2 separate regions of the Mus musculus genome follow, and region 2 is linked to region 1. Evidence: chromatin contacts called from public HiChIP or PLAC-seq data. All regions are on one chromosome and are shown on one strand. Each heading gives the region's core, a stretch centred on a gene start, on an enhancer-like site or on the middle of the called end of the contact. The rest is flanking DNA. Distances are from core to core; before and after follow the strand shown.

The links. HiChIP or PLAC-seq counts read pairs in DNA pulled down with a chosen protein or histone mark.
Region 2: an H3K27ac HiChIP or PLAC-seq map of extraembryonic endoderm stem cells shows a contact between it and region 1, with 16 times the contacts expected there. The contact joins two enhancer-like sites. A contact is called at or near these places in 1 of 484 Hi-C or Micro-C datasets (adipose-derived mesenchymal stem cells), 2 of 115 datasets of contacts at active chromatin or transcription factors (differentiating embryonic stem cells and extraembryonic endoderm stem cells) and 1 of 9 other capture datasets (embryonic stem cells).

What each region holds. Positions count from the first base shown.
Region 1 is chr17:67,973,684-67,979,179 of GRCm38.p6, forward strand. The region is part of intron 1 of Arhgap28 (Rho GTPase activating protein 28); the gene reads right to left. Among named protein-coding and RNA genes, the nearest start is that of Arhgap28, 28 kb to the right of the region's middle. Within about 2 kb of position 2,943, at least 37 of the 459 cell types and tissues checked have an H3K27ac peak or open chromatin away from gene starts, as enhancers often do. A contact at or near this core is called in extraembryonic endoderm stem cells, where this site is marked.
Region 2 is chr17:69,118,498-69,123,993 of GRCm38.p6, forward strand. It overlaps a transcript of Epb41l3 not described here. Among named protein-coding and RNA genes, the nearest start is that of Epb41l3, 38 kb to the right of the region's middle. Within about 2 kb of position 2,209, at least 34 of the 459 cell types and tissues checked have an H3K27ac peak or open chromatin away from gene starts, as enhancers often do. A contact at or near this core is called in extraembryonic endoderm stem cells, where this site is marked.

The sequences.
Region 1 (5,496 bases), core at 1,693-4,192:
ACTACTGGGCACTAAAAAGCACAGAATATCCTCATGGGAAAAACCATACAACACAGATATTTTAAAAAGCCATAAAAGAAGAAGTCCCAACAAATCTAATCTCACTTCTCCAAACTTACAAAAATTAAAATGTGCCCATTTTTTGGGCATAGTGGCATAACCAGTAATCCCTAGCATTTGGGAACCTGAGGCAGGAGACTATACATTTAAGGCCAGCACAGGCTCTGTATATGAAAAAGGAAGGTGGGGAGGGCGGGAGACAAGCAAACTCTCCACTTAATTAAGAACATTTTTTAAACTGCAGTCTCAAATCAGACATCTGACTGAAGTTACATTTTATGCTCTTCAAACTGTGATCTGCCATGGGACAAACTTAAACTTTACTGAATTATATGTAGTCATCATGAGGTTGGGGCACGAATCATAAACATAAACACAAAACAGGCCTGCTATCCTTTGACCTCTCAGAACACCGTTCTTGCTGTCGGCCTGCTTTAGATGAAACAGGGAGACCTAAATAGTCTACAACCACCAGGTCCAAGGTGGGTTTTAAAGGGCCAATTTCACAGAATTTATTTTTAGGCAAGAAGAACGGCCCTCCTCCGTATCAGGGTCATGTGTAAGACTTTATGTTTGTGATATTATATACAAAGCGAGCAGAGATGTTTATGTTCTCCCAAGGATTCTTTACGACTTGAAACTGGGTGTCTAGATAACCATACGTTCCTTTACTTCTCTGTTCTGCTTGCCAGTCCTAGTCGGCACTCAGGGCACTGACCAAGTGGCATTTCTATAAGAACAAAAGCTGTTCATCTGTTAGGAGAGATCACAAAGTCTCTGTTTCACGTCGCCTGAAACCTTTGCCGATGTTGCTTATAACCTAATTAACTGCATTGGTGGTGGGCATGGTGGACATGCCTTTAACCTCAGCACTTAGGAGGCAAAGGCTGCCAATCTGTGAGGCTGAGGCCGGTCTGGTCTAAGTAGTGAATCCCAGGCTGGTCAGAGTTACATGGCAAGAACCTGTCTTATAACACACAAACAAAACAAACAAACAAACAAACAAACAACAAGAAAGCATTGTCAATGAGCCCCAAACTAAATAAACAGAATGCCTATGAGCCAATAAAGCTTTTTTGTTTGTTTGTTTGTTTAATCACCTGGTTCTATGACACTGACCTAATTTCTCCCAGGCTTAACTTCTGCATTCCTAAGCTGTGACCGTGCTACAGGGCTAAGAGGAACAAGGGACTTCTTTGTTATGAGTCTACACTCTCTGAGAGGAGGAAAATCCTGTCATGTCACCACACTGTAATTCCAGTCCGAGAATTGATCTTGAGAAATTTCTAGAACCTATTCTATTTCTAGAATCCCCTTCCATAATCCTCCTTCTATGGAGGCTCACACGGGGTTGAGCAAGCGCTGCTTTCCCTGAGCCTGGCTGGGATCTCTGCAACACTGCAGGAAGCTCGATTTTCCTACCTTAAGGGACCACGCTTGAGACAAACAGGACCAAGAAGAGGTTGGTAGACCACGGATGAAGTTGAGCATCAGTCCTTTGTTGACCATGAGATGCTGGTGATGGAATCTGCAGGGCAGGGAGCTATGTTTCCCTTGGCTGCTTGGATGTGGCCCTGAAGAGCCTCACAACAGCCTGCCTTACCTTCAGCCGAAGCAATCCCATCAATTGGGATCCTGTAACTCGAGGACGGGGCTCTCATCTGGCTATCCTCATGGTCTTTCTCTAAGAGGAGTAATGAAGATAAACCCAAACCATGGCTGAGCAGAAATGTTATTAGTCTACCGAGGGGGAATGGGCATCAGCCAATTTGTAGAGCAAGCTAAAATTAAATTCTTAACACAATCTCATGTCAATGAAAGGTGTATAATAAAGAATGGCTCCCCTTGAAAATTAATCTGTTTAATCCTTAAATATAATCAAATTGGTCTGTTCTCCAAATATAGCTCTCTTTCCTTTCTAATTAAACACTCATTTATGGAGTTAGATTTTCCAGATGCCTGGATTTTTTTTTTTCTTTCTTTCTCTTGACTCTGTAGGCAAGACTTCAAAACTGGAAGGAGTTTGCCATTCCTTGTAATAAGAAGATTGGCTTCTTGTCTTAGCAATTGCTGTTATATTCATAACCTTAGGAAGCTTCGAGGACAGAAAATCAGACTAACATCAGAAAAGAAAATTATAGGGCAAATGTTGTGATTTGCAAAATTACAAGAGTCGGCGATATTGTATTCTGAGATTTAAGATGTTGTCAGGGGCAGGCAACAAGAGCTGTGGGGGTGGGGTATCCAGTCCCTTGAATAGCCAGAGTACCCACTAAGGAACCAGTTTCTGCTTGCCCAAGAACAGAAGGGCATTTCTTCTCCCTCACTCAGTTGACATAGAGCATTGTGCATTTCTCTGTTCCAACAGCAACCATTTTATTTTTTGTGCAGCCTCTGTAGCTGTCATTTCCCAGTCTTTAAAATTACATTATCTGATTTTCTCTGAGTCACCCCCAAATCAGAGCTCTCAATTAGATGTTGCCCTTTGGCAAGGGGACAAATCATCTCAGGCAGGATCACTTCACAGTGAGGTCACCCAAACTCCACCCTCAGCCTCAGAAACAAAAGCTGTCTCCTTTCTCTTTCACTTCCTGGGGACTTTTTTATTTCTTTATAGGAGATAAAAATCTAACAAAGTAAAAATATAGTCAGCTGGTTGAGAGGAGCTGGATCCCAGATTAGTATTTGAATCTATTTCTTTAGTGTCTCGTATTCTGCTTTTCAATGAAAAAACCGATTTTTGAAAAGTATCATAAGATAACTCTTAACCAGAGACAATTGTATTGTTTCCCAGTGTTGGAAGAGAAAATCCGTGCACACACAGCCTTCCTTCCCTGGCTCCAGAAACAATAGGCCTGTTGCTAGGTACAGAGATCCTAAGGATAAGCCCTAACTCCTGCTCCCAGAAGCAGTCCCAGCTTAGGGGCAGGGCCACCTACAGAGAGGCCACATCTCAGATAATCAGTGGGGACCATGACTTGGCCTCCTGGAGGCTGGGTTCACTAGCAACATAAAGATCAACTGAGCAGCACTGGAAGGCCACAGCAGAAGGCATTAGAGGAAGCTCTCTGCACAATATAACCTGTGGCCCACACCCTGGGGACAAGGGGACCTGAACATGTAAAGACCAAGGGCCAACAAAGTAGGGCAGATAGAAAGGTGACCAAGCACAATGGCTCAGGGCACAAGATCTCTTAGGGACTGTACCGTAAGTCTTCTTCTTTTTTTTTTTTAACAGATTTATTTATTTTTTATTTATATGAGTACATTGTAGCTGTCTTCAGACACACCAGAAGAGGGCATCAGATCCTATTACAGATGATTGTGAGCCACCATGTGGTTACCGGGAACTAAACTCTGGACCTTTGGAAAAGCAGTCAGTGCTCTTAACTGCTGAGCCATCTCTCCATCCCCACACCACACGTCTTAAAGAACTGGCAGTGAGCATCATGAGTTTTGGAAAGAGAACACCCTACTTTAGTCAGACAAATTTCCCTCGGTGGCTCACGTGCTCCTTCTCTAAAATAAGATGCAGAGTGGTATCTAGCTTACAGGAATAAACCTCTTGGAACCTTTACACACTGCCACAAAATGTCATCTGTAAGGGTGCCCCCAAGTCAAGTTACAAAGAGAAAAGAAAAGAAAAAAAAAAGGAAAGGGAGAGAAGAGAAGAGAAGAGAAGAGAAGAGAAGAGAAGAGAAGAGAAAGAAAAAGAAAAACAAACCTCACAATGTTTTAGGTAGGTTTACAAGTTTGTGTTGGGTGAACTCATAGGTACATTTGGCCTCATGCAGCCACAGGCCTGAAAGCACGTGTGGCCAAGGTTGGGCAGCCAGAAGGGCTCAGTAGGGACCAACCGTCATTACTACGCAGACCAAGAGTGGAAAGAAGATGGAGGGAACCTCGAAAGGCATGGTGTATACACACTGCCTTTATCGAAAGAAAAGTCCTGCAGATAAAATGAATTAGGCCAGAGGAGAGAACTGAGCTGGCACTCATCAGGAGGATGCTATGAAGGTGAGCTGGCGCTCATGAGAAGGATGCTATGAAGGTGAGCTGGCGCTCATGAGAAGGATGCTATGAAGGTGAGCTGGCGCTCATGAGAAGGATGCTATGAAGGTGAGCTGGCGCTCATCAGGAGGATGCTATGAAGGTGAGCTGGCGCTCATGAGAAGGATGCTATGAAGGTGAGCTGGCGCTCATCAGGAGGATGCTATGAAGGTGAGCTGGCGCTCATGAGAAGGATGCTATGAAGGTGAGCTGGCGCTCATGAGAAGGATGCTATGAAGGTGAGCTGGCGCTCATGAGAAGGATGCTATGAAGGTGAGCTGGCGCTCATGAGAAGGATGCTATGAAGGTGAGCTGGCGCTCATGAGAAGGATGCTATGAAGGTGAGCTGGCGCTCATCAGGAGGATGCTATGAAGGTGAGCTGGCGCTCATGAGAAGGATGCTATGAAGGTGAGCTGGCGCTCATCAGGAGGATGCTATGAAGGCCCCTCCTTCATTTCTGGAGTCCTTGCCGAGGATTCATCCCCAAAGTCGCTCATTCTTCCACTCTGAATTGAGAATCATCAGTCAGTGAAAAAATAATTGCACCTCAACATTTACAGTTCTTAAAGTAAATCTATAGCGCAAGGGGCTGGACACAGGGCCTCCTGCACGCCAAACAAGTCTGCTGTCATAATCTACATCGCTAGCCTTTAGTTTTCTGAAATGGGGCCCGGGATGGAATCAAACTCTTGGTCTCCCCCTCCCCCATCCCAGGCCTGCAGCAACATGCATGGCTATGTCTTAATTTCTAATCTAAAACACCTCTTTCCACCAAAATATTCCTTTCAAAGAGCAGGGTGGTGACACTTTTGTAAACTGGCCCACATTCCTGGCACTTGGGCAGTGGGGACCTAAACCCAAGGACCTGTATGAGACACTCTGTAGACGTAGTAACACACTCAAAGGATACACGTCACAAGGGACCATAGCCTGAAACATGGTGAACAGTTCTTCCCATTAAAAAAAAATGCTGTGGTTTGTATCTGGACTGTCTCCCACAGGCCCAAGTGTTAAAGAGTTGGCCCTTAACCTGAAAGAGTTGGCCTTTAACCTGGATCTAAGGGGAGGTGACAGACCTTTTGTGATAGAGCCTAGCAGAGTCCTTGGGAATGAGCCCTCCGGGCAGACTCGGAAAGACAGCCTTTCTCTTTCCCTTTCCACATCCTGGCCCTGGTCCCAGCTTTGTTCTGCCTTGCACACCCAGCCAGGCTGTGCTGACTCAGCACTGGCCCAAGCCATGGTGCCAACAGATCACAGGCTGAAACCTCCCACCCCAGAGCCACAGTAAACCTGTGCATTTAGGCACAGACCATCAACCCCGGCTGTTTGTTTAGCTAACAGAAAAGGAACTAGCAGAGCTGTTTAGTCATTAGAGGCTTGGATTG
Region 2 (5,496 bases), core at 959-3,458, 1.1 Mb after region 1:
TGTGCCATGTTTTCAGGCTTCATGAAGCAGACTGAATAACCAAGCTGCCAAATAATTATCTTCAGGAAGAGCTTAAATTACCATACATGAAATCCTATTTATTTCAAATAACTCCACGCACAATCACAATATAATACAATTCATTAGTTCTTTAAACTCTTTTAGACTACTTGCTTATAGCATGAGTGAGTCTGCATTTCCCTGTCTAGTGCAGCCTCGACGAATAAATGTCTTTGAAAATATGCATATGAGGTTAGAGATGGCTTATTCAATAAAGTGCTTATTATACATGCATGAACAGCTGTTTGATTTCCCCCTAGGTAAAGAAAATCTGGGTGTGGCTTGCACACTTGTAATCCCTGGAGAGGCAACGTTGAAAGGCTGAAAGGGTCAGGGAGAGGCTCTGTCTAAAAAACAATCGGTTGGAGAAAAACACCTAGAGCCAACTTCTGGCTTGCCTATGGATACACACAAGCGTATATACGCACAAGCATGTAAATATACATACATAAAGATACATGTAATCTAACATGCCACAGATGCTGTATGTAGCAAGGGGACAGATGGCACACACTGGTAATAGTTTTTCCCCAGCTAGACTTCAACGTCCACGTACAAGCACAGACTCCCCTAGAGCAAATGGGAATCTCCAAAAAACGGAAAGTAACATGGACCCAGGTGCTAGGCGTATTGATTTCCAGTTTTGTTTTGTTTTTAGATTTCAGTTTTCAAGTCCGCCTTTTTTTGAAAAGTATCAGATAAACATTGGAGGGATAAAAAGATCATTATATTAATTTTTGGGAAACTGCTCACTCCTGGAAACAAGGCAGCCATTGATAGATACAGTAAGAGCCTCAAAGTTCTGGGCACCGTCCCATTTCCTGACTCATCATCCCAGTCCGAGCTTAGCGCCCGCCCATTTTTATTGAAGTCCGTCTCCTCTTTGAAGTGCTTTACATTTGTTGATTCTCACTTTGAATCAGATAGAATAACTTGAGACATTGGGGAGTCTCGCCAAGGATGGGTCTGAGTTGTTTTCATATGTTTATTAATTGCTCTGGTAAGAAATTTCACTTACTATCTACCACCTGCCACGATCTCTTCTTCTCTTTTCACTTACTCCTTTCCTAGTATCTCATTTTTTTTCTAGAAAGAATTTTGAAATTATTTTTTGCTGATACATTTTAACCCTTACAACACTGGATGAACATCTTTGAAGATGAAGAAAAGGCTCAGAGAGCGGAATAATTGTGTAAAGCTATTATCAGGACTCACACATTTAAATGAGAGCTAATAAGGAATTCGCTCATTTGCTAACAAAATAATGAAATGGGTCAGAATCAGTGGTTGCTGCGATAGTGTGAGAATGTGGTTATTTCATTTAACATATCTAACCCATGTAGCACATGTGTTCTAAGAATTTTAGATCTGCCTAACTGATCCACATATACTCCTCTGGTGTGTATATAGGAAATAAATTAGGTTATTGGCTAGTTTTTCTGTGCATTAATTCCCAGTGGCATTATAGGTAAAGAGTTTGTGCATAAAAGACTTGATCAAGCCGGGCAGTGGTGGCACACGCCTTTAATCCCAGCACTTGGGAGGCAGAGGCAGGCAGATTTCTGAGTTCGAGGCCAGCCTGGTCTACAGAGTGAGTTCCAGGACAGCCAGGGCTATACAGAGAAACTCTGTCTCAAAACAAAACAAAACAAAACAAACAAACAAACAAACAAACAAAAATAGACTTGATCAAGATCAGAAACATGCTGATGAAACTCATGAGAATTGTGTTTTACAGCCATGCCTCTGAAACGTTTTCAGCACATACGTTTCAAAGGTAGTTACTGTTGGCAGATGACAGCCTGACTCTCCTCTTCTAAGCTGCCTGTGGTTAGTGACGGGCCTTGGTGGAATCACTACAGCAATGAACACCATGTTGGCTTCATATCCTGTGCAGATATGCTAATATATCTGGGGAAAGGGATTGAGGAAAAGGAGGCAAAAGAGAGGTGCTTCTGCCACGTTTTTCTGGTGGCAACCTTCTCAGCTTCTAGTCAGCTACCCTGGATCATATTCTGAAAACAGAGACGGAGCAAAAGCTGTTGGTTCAGGACTATGTGGCTGTCTAGAGATATACATGTGACCTCAGAGAATGGCAGTGAGCTCAGATGCCTGGGAGTGTGTGGATGGGTGGGAGGAGGGCTCCAGTCAGGTGGACGTGTGCAAAACCGCGCGACTCAGCAACACTCTGTCACTCTGCGTTTTCAGGCTTCGTTTTCACAGTGAGAAGCTGATTGCCTGTCTCCCAGATTCCCCCTCAATAAAAAGCTGTTATTAAATTGATGTAGGAATCATACAGCGGCTCAGCGGGACCTCTGCTGGTTTAGCGGGGGCTAACAAACACTGGTGGGGACGGTCATGGCGTTCTACACTGATTTTGTGGCTTATAGGTCTCAGCCGCCTAGTCTGAAAGTTAGACTAGTGTGCTAAACACAGTGGACAATAATTATTTGCCAGAATCACACCTCTCTGTCTGCAGCTCAAGAATTCCAGAATCTTTTCAAGTTTTTTTCCTATCTGTGTTCAGCAGCTTTCCCTATACAGTCTGATAGGGCTGTCTCACCGCGTGGATGTTTGAATTCCCCCCAGGGTACCTGCCAGCTTCCTGGCTGCTCTGTGGCTCCCTGCCAAGAAGTCTGCAGGGGCTGGTGGGCGTGGCTAATTGTTTATCTGCCTCCCTCTTTTTTTTAACCCCCTCGGAGATCCCAGCTTTGTACTGGGTGCTGCTGAATCTCCTGTCGCCCCATGAGTATCAGGAGATAGTTTTATTTGTGTTTATACACTTACGATGTGTGCTTTTACATTCTAAGGGAGGCACATAAACTTTCAGGAGATTTTAAACCTTTAAGGTGAAAACTGCCGCTCAGGTTCTGCTTGCAGCTCAGACACAATTTGTACAGACGAGCAACTATCTATCCCTCAGAGGTTCTGCTTCTTTAACTCAGAACCGAGGGCTTGGGAGCTCATTGCCTTGGACTTTGTTAGGACTCTTTTTCTAGGATAAAAATCACTTGAGCTGCATAAAAAAATACCAAGTTTCATCTACAGTATTTAGGAAACATTAGCTTTAAACTATCCTTAAACATATTCTGTTTAAAAATCAATAAGTAAACATCTGTTGAATGCTGAGAGAAATTAAATTGTAGACTCCAGATGTAGTTCGATCCTCTGTGGCGGTGTTTATGTAAATCACAGCTTTCTAACAATCCTGAGACAGCTGCCAAGCTTTGACTCTTCCACCAGGATCCTTCCTCCACCGTCTTCTTCATCTGAGATGAAGAACTGTGGCTTTCTGTGCCTCTCCCTATGGCAGTGGCTCCCAGCAGCTATCAGATTATTATCTTTGACCCATTTGCCGATTGCTGTCATGTGAGAAAAGCCACTGAGAGACCACGGGGTCCCTAGCCCTGAAAGTCAGTTTGAGAGAAAACTCTTTGCTCTTTAAATGGAAATCTCCAGGGATTTTTCTATAAAAACTCCAGAACCTCTAGCTTGGGATAACACTTCACATGTGTATTTTTTTTTTTCCTTTCCTGCATTTTATGTTGAAAGTTGGGCTGGGAATGTAGTATCTTTGTCTTTAGGAAATTAGATTTCTATGCAGAGACCTACATGATATTTGATAGACTGTGACAAAGTAAACTGTAATGTGTACATATGTGTGTGTGTGTGTGTGTGTGTGTGTGTGTGTGTGCATGTGTGTGCATGTGTGTACTTGTGTTGCGGGGCCGACCAGCGGCTCGCGAGGAACGGTACGACTGAGATGGCAGCTCGAGCTGAAAGAAAGGAACTAGACGGATGGAAGAAAGAACGGAGCCAAGTCAAACAGGATTTTGATCAAAGCTCAATTTTACTGATTCGTGCACCGAGTTATGAAGCAGGGGGAAAGGGTTAATTCCCGCCAAATAATCCTGGGGTCCAGTTGCAGGGTGGCCACATGTATGGCTCCAGAACAGCAAGGTGGCAGGCTCCAGCAGTGGGCGTGGCAGAACGATTGAGCGGCAGGCTCCACCCCATGCAAACAGTGAAACCTGAGCAAACAGGTTTCAGGCTGAGGGGATGGGGGAGGTTACATACTTGCATGTGTACATGCATGTGTGTATGCATATGTGTATGTGTGTATGCATATGTGCATGTGTGTATGCATGTGTGTGCATGCATATGTTTGTGCACACACATGTTTATACACATGTGTATATTGTCTATTCTCTTTTCTTCCTGTACTAACTACATGGTTTCTTACTTCTGTCTATAGTGAGCATTTGAGGAGGCTCCTTTCGGGCACTGGCATTTTTGCATTCTGTTTCTGATTCTTAACCCATCTCACTAATCACATCAGCACGAATGTGGAAAGGGTATCATAGCCACCGTCCCTTTTCTCTTTGTCCCTTTTTCCTCCTTGGCTTTCCATCCTGTGACTGAGTATGAGAGACGGTCGCTGAAGAGGGTTGCTTCCCTGCTGGCTTCAGATGCTTCAGTTCACAGCTGATTGGGCCTGTGGAGAAGGGCATAATGGTGGACATGCGGGATGGAGGAAACTCTCACTTTTCTCATGAAAGTGAGAAGGACAGCCAGGGATCCATCACCTCCTGGTGGCTACATCTCCAATGACCAACTTCCTCTAGGCTCTAGCTCCCAAATCCATCATGTTCCAATAAAACCACCACCAGGGCCAGCTTTCAATGTGTGAACATTTGAGAGACACTTAAGATAAAAATTATAACACTGTTTTTCAACCCTAGTAAAAAACTTAAAATTTAGATACTTTCAGGATAAAGTCCCCAGAATTAAGCTTAAAAAAGGACAGTTAACAATAGCCAAATATAAACTAGTTTTCTTTATAATAATAATTATTATAAATTATAATTTTATATACTTATATATAAGTATATATTTATAATTTATTAGTAATTATAATAATTATTTGTGTTTTCATTATTTTCATGATAAAAATTGCTTCTTACTCATTTTGGCTTTAATCTAGCCTCTGTCTTCCATGCATGAATATAAACAACTTTTGTAACATATATATACATATATGTGTGTGTATATATGTATATGTGTGTATATATGTGTGTGTATATATATATATGTATATATATGTTTCATAACCTTTCCCCATAGTACAAACACAAGTTTTCAAATATTGGCCACTTAGCTTCTTCTAAGTTTATCTTGTATAGCCACGTATGGGTTTGGTTCTTATTCTCCAGAGAATTAGACATTGCATACAACCATAGGTACCTGTGACCCCTGACGTGAAGGGACAAGCCATGCTAAGGCCATGCTACAAATGCATGATGGATGTAAGCAGGAGACCCCAAATGGAAGCTATGGGGCTGAAGGCTCCATGGCAACACACTGATCTTGCTTCTCTCAAGTCTATCGCTGTGAAACATGTGCTGGGGGAGCTAGAGTAAGAAAGGAATCTCAGCA